Linked DNA regions of Pan troglodytes: region 2 is linked to region 1. A link is a contact called in public HiChIP or PLAC-seq data. All regions are on one chromosome and are shown on one strand. Each heading gives the region's core, a stretch centred on a gene start, on an enhancer-like site or on the middle of the called end of the contact. The rest is flanking DNA. Distances are from core to core; before and after follow the strand shown. Region 1 holds the start of CCDC107 (coiled-coil domain containing 107). Region 2 holds the start of ATOSB (atos homolog B).

Region 1 (6,800 bases), core at 3,038-5,537:
CACCACTCCAGCCTGGGCAACAGAGTGAGAGCTTGTCTCAAAAAAAAAAAAAAAAAAAAAAAAAAGACAGAAAAGAAAGAAAAATGTTTTTTAAATGATCCGGGACAGGCAAGGTGGCTCACACTTGTAATCCCAGTACTTTGGGAGGCTGAGGCAGGCAGATTCCTTGAGGCCAGAAGTTCAAGACCAGCCTGGGCAATACCCTGGTCTCTACAAAAAACAAACAAACAAACAAAAAACAACAACAAAAAAACACACAAATTAGCCGGGCATGGTGGTGTGCACCTGCAGTCCCAGGTACTCAGGAGGCTGATCCAAGAAGTTTGGGGCTGCAGTGAGCCATGGTCTCACCACTGCACTCCTGACTGGGCAGCAGAGGGAGACCCTGTCTCTCACACAGACACACACACACACACACACAAAGACCACTTGGTGTCAAATATGCTAAGTATGCCACTGATTCCTTGTCAACAGTTAAAAATTGGGAGATTTCAAATTTTTAAAATTCTAATTTGTTGATTCCTTCGAAAAAAGATCTGGCAATAGTGCCCTGAGTTCTCTAAAGGCAATAATCAGTTGGGGACCACTTATCATTATTATATCTGGCCTGAACCCCTTATTTACACCGACTGTGCCAACTGGCTTAGATTCAAGATTTCTATTACCCTGCTCTGCATACCCAGGCTGTCACTGGGTCATCAGTTAGACCACTGGTCCCCAGCCGTTTTGGCACCAGGGACAGGTTTTGTGGGAGACAATTTTTCCATGCACAGGAGTGTGGGAGGAGGGGATGGTTTTGGGATAAAACTGTTCCACCTCAGATCATCAGGTATTGTGGTTTTTTTGTTCTGTTTTGTTTTTTTGACAGGGTCTCGCTCTGTCACCCAGGCTGGAGTGCAGTGGTGCAATCTTGGCTCACTGCAACCTCGCCTCCTGGGTTCAAGCAATTCTTATGCCTCAGCCTCCCAAGTAGCTAGGATCACAGGCATGCGCCACCATGCGCAGCTAATTTTTGTATTTTTATTAGAGACTTTTTTTTTTTTTTAACCATGTTGTCCAGGCTGGTCTTGAACTCCTGGCCTCAAGAGATCCACCCACCTTGGCTTCCCAAAGTGCTGGGATTACAGGCATCAGCCACTGCACCTGGCCTAGATTTTCATAAGGAGCCCACAACCTATATCACGTGCATGCACAATTCACAATAGGGTTCGTGGCCCTATGAGAATCTAACGCTGCACTGATCTGACAGGAGACAGAGCTCAGGCGGTAATGCCAGGATGGAGAGTGGCTGTATATACAGATGAAGCTTCCCTCGCTACTCCGCCGCTCACCCTTGCTCCTCCGCTGCTCACCTCCTGCTGTGTGGCCCAGTTCCTAACAGGCCATGGACCAATAGTGTTGGGGACCCTTGAACTACACTATGATAACTCCCCTTGGTGAGGGTTTCTCCCTGTCCTGCCCTTCCCCCTCCTTTCAGGAAAAACAAGAAGACACACCCATATTTCATTTATTTATTTATTTATTTAGAGATGGAGTCTTGCTCTGTCACTGAGGCTGGAGTGCAGTGGCGTGATCTCTGTTCACTGCAACCTCCGCCTCCCAGGTTGAAGCTATTCTTATGCCTCAGCCTCCTGAATAGCTGGGATTACAGGTGCTGGCCACCACACCTGGTTAATTTTTGTTTTTGTTTTGTTTTTCTGAGGCGGTGTCTCACTCGTTTGCCCAGGCTGGAGTGCAGTGGCACGATTTCGGCTCACTGAAACCTCCACCTCCCAGGTTCCCGTGATTCTCCTGTCTCAGCCTCCCAAATAGCTGGGACTGCAGGCACCCGCCACCACACCCGGCTAATTTTTCTATTTTTAATAGAGACGAGGTTTAGCCATGTTGGCCAGGCTGGTCTCAAACTCTTGACCTCAGGTGATCCTCCTGCCTCGGCCTCCCAAAGTGCTGGGATTACAGGCATAAGCCACTGATCTTGGCTTCATTCATTTATTTAACACACATGATGTACTGATTGCCTGTTTGTATGCCAGGCTCTGGAGATAAAAATGTGATGAATGGAAATGGTTTCATGTCAGGGAGCTCTTGATCTAACTAGACAGACGACCCAGTGTATCCCAATTAAGAGACCATGGAAGGCTCTGTGGAACAGAAGGAACACCTGCCTGCCTGGTGAAATCATGGAAGACAAGGATGGGGAAAGGCTGTTCGACAGAAAGTATAGAGACAGGCAAAAAACTGGTGAAATCACCACCCTGCCTCTTACCTGATTAGTAGCGTACTTAACCGTGCTGAATTGCAGTTGCCTCATTCTTTGAAAGAGCTTAACTATATTACCCTTTTGGGTCATTTTAACCATTCATTAATTTCATTCAACAACGATTCATTGAGTGCCTGCTATCGCCAGGCGCCACGTGCTGTGCTAGGCTCTGGGAGTAAAATGGTAAAGAAAAAAGAGAGGTGGCTCCTGCCCTTGTGGAATTTAGGACCAGCCTAGCTCAAGGGTCTCCAACACCCGGCCACAGGCCAGCACCAGCCTGTGGCCTGTTAGGCTCCGGGCCACATAGCAGGATGTGGGCAGTGGGGCCAGCAATCATTACCGCCTGAGCTCCGCCTCCTGTCAGATGAGCACGGCATTAGATTCTCATAGGAGCGCGAACCATACTGTGAACTGCGCATGGGAGGGATCTAGGTTGCACGCTCCTCATGAGAATCTAATGCTTGACGATCTGAAGTGGAACAGTTTCATCCGGAAACCATCCCTCCACCCCGCTTCGTCCATGGAAAAATTGTCTTCCACGAAACCGGTCCCTGATGCCAAAAAGGTTGGGGACTGCTTTTCTAGTGGTATTGAAGAAAGTGAAATAGCGGCACTAAAGAATAAATTAGAAGTTGAATTAAGGGTTCTGAATGATGGGAACACACTTGAGCTGAGAACTGAAGGTCGTGTAGAACCCAGTATGCAGAAAGGGAATGCAGCGGCATGTCAGGGAGAGTCAGTGTAATTTCAACTGTCTGGCTTACAGTAGTAGCTGCTCAAGTTAAAAAATCACTAGAGTCCGTCGGGGTGGCACGTGCCTGTAATGTCAACTACCCGGGAGGCTGAAGCGGGAGGATCCCAGGAGTTTAAGACCAGCCTGGGCAAGAGAGCGACCCGCCGTTCCAAAAAAAAAATCACTAATAAGTAGGTACGGTTCTAACTTGAGTGATCCCATTTAATCATTATAGCTCTTGAAGTAAGTGCTTATCTTCATTCCTCAGAGTGGAAAGGAAGGCACGGAGAGAGAACTAAGTTTCACAAGGTCACCGCTCTTGAGTACAGGAGGCAGGATTCTAGCCCAAGCAGAGTCCATATGTTGTGTACCAGCTACACAGTGAATGGTGGCTACTATGGCGTTTGCCAAAGGGAGAGGGAGGTAGAAGAGGAGGCTGTTTCAGGAATGCTCCATATTTGGAGTAATGAGCACAAGGACTTCATAGCAAGGCCAAGAACAGCGTAAAGCTGCCCGCGCATGAAAAGCAGCCACGTTGACCGGGCGCGGTGTCACGCCTGTCATCCCAGCACTTTGGGAGGGCGAGGTGGATTGATCGCTTGACACCAGGCGTTCGAGACCAGCCTGGGCACCAGGTGAAAATCCGTCTCTACAAAAAATACAAAAATTAGCCAGGCATGATGACGTGCGCCTGCGGTCCCAACTACTTGGGAGCCTGAGGTGAGGCATCGCGTGAGCCTGGGGAGGTCGAGGCTGCAGTGAGCCGTGGTCTCGGGAACGAAAACAGCCGCGCTGAGAATGAGCCCCGTGTGGTTGGTGCGCGGACACGCACTGCCTGCGTAACTAGAGGAGCTGACGGACGACGCCCCCGCACCACGCCGCTCAGCGGGAAACGCTTCTTAGCGGACTTTGGAGTGGGAAGCGGGGAATGTCTACGTGCGTATGCACGCGGCACTCTCTGCCCGAGGTCCGGGGACTTTCCCCTAGGCGGAAAGGGGAGGAACAGAGTCCCCAGTGTGTAGCCTAGGATACAGGCCTTCAGCACGAACCACGTTCTCAGCCTCACAGATTATCATTTTATAGTCCTAAAGAAATTTTGTTTTACCATTAGGGTGAGAAAGTTGGTGGCGTGAGATTAAAAAAAACCGTTTTCGGGCATAACCTACTAAGACTATAGGCTTTCAGAGGCATTGTGGCTAGCAGAATAGCTAATAGACACGAAATGAACAAATACAGGAAAGCTAGAATGACACTACCTTATGCAAATATGGTCTGGCCCCGCCCTACGGGGAGTGGGCGTGGCCTCCCCGGAGCCGGCCGGCCTGCTCGCGTGCGCGTGCGCGTTGGGGCGGCCGGCCAATGCCGGACCGCTTCGGCACCGCCCGCCCGATCCCTCCACCCGTGGGCCGGCAATGGCGGGCGCAGTTTCGCTCTTGGGTGTGGTGGGGCTGCTGCTTGTGTCTGCGCTGTCCGGGGTCCTAGGAGACCGCGCCAATCCCGACCTCCGGGCACACCCAGGTACCAGCTAGGGCTGCTGGAGGAGGGCTGGGACTGCGCATGGGTCCCAGGCCCCAGCTCGGCTGACTCGCCTGTGTCCTCCCTCCGCAGGGAACGCAGCCCACCCCGGCTCTGGAGCCACGGAACCCCGGCGGCGACCACCGCTCAAGGATCAACGCGAGCGGACCCGGGTCGGGTCGCTGCCTCTGGGGGCGCTGTACACCGCGGCCGTCGTGGCTTTTGTGCTGTACAAGTGTTTGCAGGTACGGGGCGGCCGGGGGTAGGGGTGCCCCTGCAGGTGCGGGACCACCGGGCGTGGGGATGCCCTGAGCCCGAATCTCCCATGGGGGTGCCAGGGTACCAAGAACAAGACACAGCTTCCCTGTCTGTAAAATAAAGACAGTAGTCCGTTGGCCTTCCAATATTATGAGGTTATTTTGAGGATCCAGGGAGGTAACGGATGTGAAGAGCGTGTGGTGAACTGTAAATAATGACTATCACATTTAGTTCTCCTACAATCCAGTGAGGAGTAGTCACTTGCTCGAGGTCACCCAGCGCTGGCAACTGCTGGAGCTGGGATTTGAACCTAGCTAGCAGTGTCCATGCTACAAGAGTGGGGCCAACCTTGGCACAGGAGGTTGATTGCTGCAGCCAGTGTTTCTAGAGTTCCAGATATGAAGTGGTCTCATGTTCTCCTTGGGAGGAGGCCCTGAAATGTAAGTTGACAGTACATTTTGAAAAACAGTACCTTCCAGGGCTGTGTCTTTAGCCGTGACCCTATTACGTACTTGCATTATAAAATAGAACCGATGGAACCAGTTTAGATATATGAAACTAGAAGAGATAGCTAATAATGACCCCAGGTAGATGTGACAGGCTAGGATGAATGACTGAATTTAATGATGAACTTTGAGAAGGATAGACTAGTAAATTCTGTTCTTGGACCTGAGTACAGTCTGGGAGAAACATAATGTAGCAGGAGGTCTTATGAAAGAGAGTTAGGCATTCCAGTTGACTGAGTTCACTGTGGGATGTGACAAGCCACTTCCCAAATCAGTGCTGGGAACATGGCACTGTGCTTCACCTGCCAATCAGAATGCCCCCGGAGAACTGTATTCTCCTCAGGGCACTGCTTTAAGAGCACTACGTGTTCAGGAAACAACCAGAGAAAACCACCGTCAATGAGCACTGACTGTAAAGACTGACATTAATAAACCAGAAAAAACTCAGGAAAGGGGGTGACGGTGTGACCATTGCCTTCAAATTCCTGAGGGGCTGTCACGTTGAGGAGACATTATTTTGGAAGGCTCCAGTAAGCACTATGGAAAGAAGATACATAAAGGACAAATTTTGGCTTTGTGCATGAACTGTCTAACAACCAAAGTTTTTGTTTTTTTCGAGATGGAGTCTCGCTCTGTCACCCAGGCTGGAGTGCAGCGGCGCGATCTCGGCTCACTGCAACCTCTGGCTCCCAGGTTCAAGCGATTCTCCTGCCTCAGCCTCTCAAGTAACTGGGATTACAGGCACCTGCCACCACGCCCGGCTAATTTTTGTATTTTTAATAGAGACAGGGTTTCACCGTGTTGGCCAGGCTGGTCTCAAACTCCTGACCTCAGGTGATCCACCCACCTTGGCCTCCCGAAGTGCTGGGATTACAGGTGTGAGCCACAGCACTCAGCCACCAGAGCTTTTTTCAAACCGGAGAGAGTTGCTCATTCCTGGAGGTGTTTCAGCAAACTGACCGTGTGTGGGACATAGGACATGTCGCTTCATATGCTGGGTGAGGAGCTAGATAGACTAGGATTGTGATTCTCTGAGGTAAAAACCCAATCACTGTCTCCATCTCAAATTGCACTCTCTCTTGGCTGGCTCTGGAGACTGAGGTGATGGCGCAGAACCTTGTTGCTTCAGTACTGCCCTTTCCTTCTTCCACAACAGGGGAAAGATGAAACTGCGGTTCTCCACGAGGAGGCAAGCAAGCAGCAGCCACTGCAGTCAGGTGGGTTTAGCAGAAGTCTGTGCTGGGTCGGGGGAGTTTAGGGGACAGCAGAAGATACATAACCACTTCTGCCCCCTTTTTTCCCTTATCCCCAGAGCAACAGCTGGCCCAGTTGACACAACAGCTGGCCCAGACAGAGCAGCACCTGAACAACCTGATGGCCCAGCTGGACCCCCTTTTTGAGCGGTGAGGAGAGCAATGATTCTGTGAATTTTGGGGGAATTTGTGGCAGGAGGGAGGAATGGGGATATAGGTTGGGAGCCACTGAGTGGACATTTCTTCAGTGTGACTACTCTGGCTGGAGCCCAGCA
Region 2 (6,259 bases), core at 657-3,156, 540 kb before region 1:
CCAGCCCAGGGGCAAAAAGAACCCTAGCACTCCATCAAATCCCCTCAGGGAAGCAGAGGAGCCCTCAAGAGAACTAGGTCCTAGTCTGTTCTGATAGTGCTTCCAAGCCTGGAGTGTGGGGAGCCACTCCCTCTTCCTCCCCTAGCTGTGGCTGGAACCTCACAACCCTTACTGGGTTCAGCTTACAGTCGTGGCCCACCTCTCAAAACAGACAGAAGACCCTCAATACTCCTCACCACTTCCCCCCTCCCACAGAAGCCCTAGCGTTCCCCACCCAGAAGGATAAGGGTGGGGAAAATCTGTTTGTGGCAAGTGGTTAAATGTGGCTACCAGTCACTTGGGGTCTATGCGAGAGACCTGGGTGGTAGTGGTGGGGGTGGGGTCTGAGCCCTGCCGCTGGTTACCAGGGTCTCTGGTCATTGATAACAAAGTACCGGGCAGGGCACAGCTCCTAGATGGGCAAGGGCCAGGCCAGGCCAGACCAGGCCCTGGGGCAAGGAAGGAAGTGGGAAATGAGCACACCCAGAGCATAAGGGCAGGGCAGGGCGGGGGAGGGGGGAGACAGAGACCAAGGCCGGCTCTGGGAGGAACAGGAACTAGGATGGGGGGTTGACAGGAACCCAGCGGGGGAAGGGTCCCCCGGGACCTCAGCTTAGGGAAGAAACCCCAGTCTCAGCTGGACAGATCCAAAATAGACTGAGGAGACATTCACACAAGCCCTAGTGACAAGCAGGGTCTGACTCCTCTCTGAGTGCCCAGGCCAGAAGGCGGAGTTAAAAGCTGAGCAGACAGGAGTGCAATAGATTGGCCTCTTCACCCCACTAACCCCAACACCCTTGCTCTTAGAACCCAGAACACAAGTGTCTTCCTGGAGTTACTACAATGCCCTAAACTGTTACTTTGTCAAAGTACTGGGGGTTCTGTTCTCCTGCCTCAAGTTGGGCCTACAACCCCTTCCCCTAGATAGTGCCCGCAGACCCTCCGACACCGCTACACTCCTTCTCCATTAAACAGCCCCCCCTTCCTTCAAAGCGCCTCCATGTCCCCTGCCCCTCATGTACCTCCTCCAATCCCCCACATCAGACAGAGACAGCCCCCTCACAGTGTACCTCGCAACCCCCCCACAACAAAGCGCTCCCGCCCTTCCCCCATAGAGGCCTCTGGAGAATGCACCTTGTTGCCCACCAGTTGAGTCCCCAACTGCTCCCGCGACTTCGTATCTTCCCTCAACACACAGCAGTCTCCAGATCTTCTGCAAAGCGCACCCCCATCCGCGTCCCTTCTTCCACGCTCACCCTGCCCCACACCTGTAGTTCCGTGGGTCCCGTTGCACTTGGGGACGTGGTAGTGGTTGGGGCAGTTACTGAGCAGCCCTAGCTGTAGCCTCCGTCTGCAAACCTCGCCCCTTCAGTCCGAGCCCCGCCCCCGCAACGCCCGGGCCCACCCTCTCCCTTGTCCCACCTTCCACCTTCTGCGGACTTGTCCCTTTCCTCGTTTAATTTCTCGAGCTCCTCCCCTGTAGCCCGGGCCCCGCCCCCTTCTGACCTCGCACCTCCTTCGCGTTTTCTTTGCATTTCCCCAGGATCCTCAGCTTTTCCCAGGCCCCACCCCCGATCCCCGCCTCCTCTCGGTCTCTCCGCCTTTCACCAGGACCCGCCCCCTCGGATTCCAGCCTGGCAGAAGTCGCGCCAGGACCCTTCCACCACGATCCCCCTCCCATCTCAGAGCCCCTCCTCCTTCCGCCCCTTCTCCCTCACGCCTCACCCGGGCGGTCGCACTCCAACCAGGATCCGCTGGCTCTGATTGGCGGTGGCGGCCCCAATGGAGGAAGGAGGAGACAAAGTGATGGCCGCGGGTCGCCTGAGGTCCCACCCCGGCCACGTGCGGCTTCTGTGATGACAAGTCTAGAGGGGCGGGGCCTCGGCCGGCAGGCTGCTAGCCTGAGCGGAGCGGATCAGGGCAGAGGTGGGGAGATGGAGCCAGGGCCGAAGCCACCAGCCTGAGGGCTCTGAGCCAGGTTGGGGCTATCTCGCTGTTTTCGCACCGGTGTGAGCTGCCGCCGGAACTCGAACCTCTTTGTAGGGATGTCTGGGTGGGCGCGTGCATTTGCACTAATAGGGGAGGTCCGTAGGGATTGCAAGGTAGTGCAAGGAATCTCAGGGGTCTGTGAAAATGAGGGAATCTGGGCGGTGGGGTTCAGGTCTGCGAGGTTGAGCAGTTTCTGAAGCCTACGCTGTGCAGGCGGGTGTGGGTTCTGGGATGGGATGGACAGTAGGAGTCAGATCTGTACCTACTGAGGCAGGTCAGCGAGATCTGTGAATTTTACGAGATGAGTGTTGATATGGAGTTAGGAGGGCCTGCAATTGCTGGAGAAAAGTGAGGCCTTTCCCTTGTACAGGTGTCTAATGAACTGCATGACAGTTACATATGTTCTGTAATTTAAGCGGCGCCCTCTCCCACCTCTCCCCAGGAGATACAATAAGGGAGGGCGACGCTTCCCAGACACCGGTAGATGGCAGCACAGGACACTTGCAGAACTGAGACAGCCCAGCTCAGCGCCAATCTGTGGCCTCTCCGAGGAGCGGACCGTTTGGGTCTGGATTTGATCAAGTTCTACAAAAGTCACATTCTTTTTTATTTTTTTTGAGACGGCGTCTCGCTCTTTCGCCCAAACTGGAGTGCAGTGGTGCGATCTCGGCTCACTGCAACCTCCGCCTACTGGGTTCAAGCAATTCTCCTGCCTCAGCCTTCAGAGTAGCTGGGATTACAGGCGCGCGCCACCAGGCCGGGCTAATTTTCGTATTTTTGGTAGAGACAGGTTTCACCATGTTGGCCAGACTGGTCTCAAATTCCTGACCTCAAGCGATCCGCCCGCCTCGGCTGCCCAAAGTGCTGGGATTACTGGCGTGAGCCACAGCACCCGGCCAAATCTCAGATTCTTTAGGCTCTGTGACTTTGTCAGTAGTTAACTTAAACTGGTTTACTCAACGTCAGTGGTGTGGAAGCGCAAAAAAAAGAAAGAAAAAAGTATTTTCTCTGGCCATAAGGAACTTATTATTTAGACAGTGATACAAATGCCTACATAATCCCAGAAGGGTAAACTAAGAAAGGTTTCGTGTAGTGGGAAAACCACAGAGTTTGAAGTCATCTAAACTTCTTCAACTTCAACTTCAAACTTCAACTTATGGGTTCAACTTATGAGTTTGTCTCATACCTTTGAGTATTTACTAGCTGTATAGATTTAGGTAAATTACTTGACTTTAAAAAAATTAATTTTAGAACAATTTTAGATTTACAGAAAACTTGTAAAAATAGTGCAGAGAGTTTTCATATATACCCTACACCTAGTTTCTCCTATTATTAACATCTTTCCTTATATGGTTCATTTATTACAATTAATAAGCCAATATTGATACATTAACAATAACTAAAACCCACACTTTATTCTGATTTTCTTTTTGTTTTTTTGAGACGGAGTTGCCGCTCTTTCACCCAGGCTGGAGTGCAGTGGCAAGATCTCGGCTCACTGTAACCTCCACCTTCTGGTTTCAAGAGATTCTCCTGCCTCAGCCTCCCGAATAGCTGGGATTACAGGCATGTGCCACCACGCCTGGCTAATTTTGTATTTTTAGTAGAGATAGGGTTTCTCCGTGTTGGTCAGGCAGGTCTCGAACTCCCGACCTCAGGTGATCCACCCGCCTCGGCCTCTCAAAGTGTTGGAATTACAGGTGTGAGCCACTGCGCCCAGCCTATTCTGATTTTCTTAGTTTTTGCCTTATGTCCTTTTTCTGTGCCAAAATCTAACCCAAGCTGGAACATTACATTTAGACATCATGTCTCCTTTGGCTCCTCTTGGCTGTGACAGTTTCTCAAACTTCCTTGTTTTTGATGACCTTAACAGTTTTTGTTTTGTTTTGAGACAGAGTCTTGCTCTTTCGCCCAGGCTGGAGTGCAGTGGCACGATCTTGGCTCACTGCAATCTCTGCCTCCTGGGTTCAAGCGATTCTCCCACCTCAGCCTCCTGAGTAGATGGGACTACAGGTGCATGCCACCACGCCGGGCTAATTTTTGTATTTGTAGTAGAGACAAGGTTTCACCATGTTGCCCCGGATGGTGTTGATCTCCTGACCTTGTGACCCACCCGCCTCAGCCTCCCAAACTGTTGGGATTACAGGCATGAGCCACTGTGCCCGGCCGTTTTTTTTGTTTTTTGTTTTTTTTTGGTTGTTGTTGTTTTGTTTTGTTTTTGAGACAGAGTTTCGCTCTTGTTGCCCAGGCTGGAGTGCAATGGCACAATCTTGGCTCACTGCAACCTCCGCCTCCCAGGTTCAAGCGATTCTCCTGCCTCAGCCTTCTGAGTACCTGGGATTACAGGCATGTGCCACCACGCCTGGCTAATTTTGTATTTTTTGTAGAGACGAGAGTTTCTCCATGTTGGTCATGGCTGATCTCGAACTCCCGACCTCAGGTGATCCACCCGCCTTGGCCTTCCAAAGTGCTGGGATTACAGGCGTGAGCCACCGCTCCTGGTCTAGTTTTGTTTTTTAAGAGACAGGGTCTCATTCTGTCACCCAGGCTGAAGTGCAGTGGTGCAATCATAGCCCTTGTAACTTTGAGCTCCTGGGCTCAAGGGATACTCCTGCCTCAGCCTCCAGAGTAGCTAGGACTACAAACACATGCTACCAAAAAAGAAAAAAAATTTTAAATTTTTTATTTTTTTTTAATTTTTTATTATATTTTGTTTTATTGAGATGGAGTCTCGCTCTGTCACTCAGGCTGGAGTACAACGGTATGATCTCAGCTCATTGCAACCTCTGCCTCCCAGGTTCAAGTGATTCTCCTGCCTCAGCCTCCTGAGTAGTGGGATTACAGGCGTAAGCCATCACACCTGGCTAATTAATTTTTGTATATTTAGTAGAGACAGGGTTTTACCATATTGGCCAGACTGGTCTCAAACTCCTGTCCTCAAGTGATCCGCCTACCTCGGCCTCCCAAAGTGCTGGGATTATAGGCGTGAGCCACCAGCGCCTGGCCTTTAATCTTCTATTGTAGAAATAGGGCTTGCTAGGTTGCCCATGCTGGTCTACAACTCCTGGCCTCAAGTTATCCTCCTGCCTCAGCTTCCCAAAGTGCTGGGATTACAAGTGTGAGCCAGAGCACCTAGCATCATATTGCAGTCTTTAAAAAAAAACAACAACAGTGGTAGCTAAGCAGTCTGAGTATTTTTCTACAAGATTTTTAGAACTTCTTTATGAAATACTTGAGGCATACAGGAAGTTCTAAAGAATATTATAACAAATACCCATATTCTGGCCAGGTGTGGTGCCTCACACCTGTAATCCCAACACTTTGGGAGGCTGAAGCAGGTGGATCACTTGTGGTCATGAGTTCGAGACCAGCCTGGCCAACATGGTGAAACCCCATCTCTACTAAAAAGACAAAAATTAGCTGGGTGTTGTGGCACATCCCTGTAGTCCCAGTTACTCGGGAGGCTGAGGTGCGAGAATTGGTTGAGCCTGGGAGGCAGAAATTGCTGTGAGCAGAGATTGCTCCACTGCACTCCAGCCTGGGTGAAGCGAGACCCTGTTTCCAAAAAAACAAAACAAAAAAAACATTTTTGTATCACATAGCTTTACCAAATCTTAATATTTTACATTTACTTCAAGTTCTCTGTTAAAGAAATTAGTATTTCAAATAAAGTTGTAGCCCTCACATACTCCTCCCTAATCTCATTCCCTTCTCTTCCTCCCTCTTCACTTTTTGTTCCCAGAGTTGACCACTATCTCAAATTGGTATTTATTTTTCCTATTAAAAAAAACTAGGCCAGGCACAGTGGCTCATGCCTATAATCCCAGCACTCTGGGAGGCCGAGGCAGGTGGATCACCTGAGGTCAGGAGTTCTAGACCAGCCTGGCCAACATGGTGAAACCCCGTCTCTACTAAAATAAATACAAAAATTAGCCTGGCGTGGTGGCAGGCGCCTGTAATCCCAGCTACTGGGCATAGTGGGGGCCGAGGCAGGAGAATCGCTTGAACCCGGGAGGCGGAGGTTGCAGTGAGCCGAGATAACGCCATCGCACTCCAGCCTGGTGGACAAGAGCGAGACTTCGTCTCAAAAAAAAACAAAAACCAAACAAAAACAAACAAACAACAACAACTATGACTGATGTACATGTATTTCTACTGGGTATATACCTAGGAATCGAATTGCTGAGCTACTAGTCATGTGTATGTTTAGCTTCAGTAGATATTGCCAATA

Evidence for each region. HiChIP or PLAC-seq counts read pairs in DNA pulled down with a chosen protein or histone mark.
Region 2: an H3K4me3 HiChIP or PLAC-seq map of stem cell-derived excitatory neurons shows a contact between it and region 1, with 6 times the contacts expected there. The contact joins the promoter of ATOSB here to the promoter of CCDC107 in region 1. A contact is called at or near these places in 1 of 7 Hi-C or Micro-C datasets (stem cell-derived neural progenitor cells) and 1 of 1 datasets of contacts at active chromatin or transcription factors (stem cell-derived excitatory neurons).

What each region holds. Positions count from the first base shown.
Region 1 is chr11:80,323,781-80,330,580 of NHGRI_mPanTro3-v2.0_pri, reverse strand. It overlaps CCDC107 (coiled-coil domain containing 107), which reads left to right and starts at 4,287. Exons shown (of 5, transcript XM_009456581.4): 1 at 4,287-4,511; 2 at 4,602-4,753; 3 at 6,429-6,489; 4 at 6,585-6,675; 5 at 6,774-6,800. The coding sequence starts at 4,406. ARHGEF39 (Rho guanine nucleotide exchange factor 39) reads right to left here. Exons shown (of 9, transcript XR_010148949.1): 9 at 4,901-5,199.
Region 2 is chr11:80,865,824-80,872,082 of NHGRI_mPanTro3-v2.0_pri, reverse strand. ATOSB (atos homolog B) reads right to left here and starts at 1,906. Exons shown (of 9, transcript XM_009456558.4): 1 at 1,765-1,906.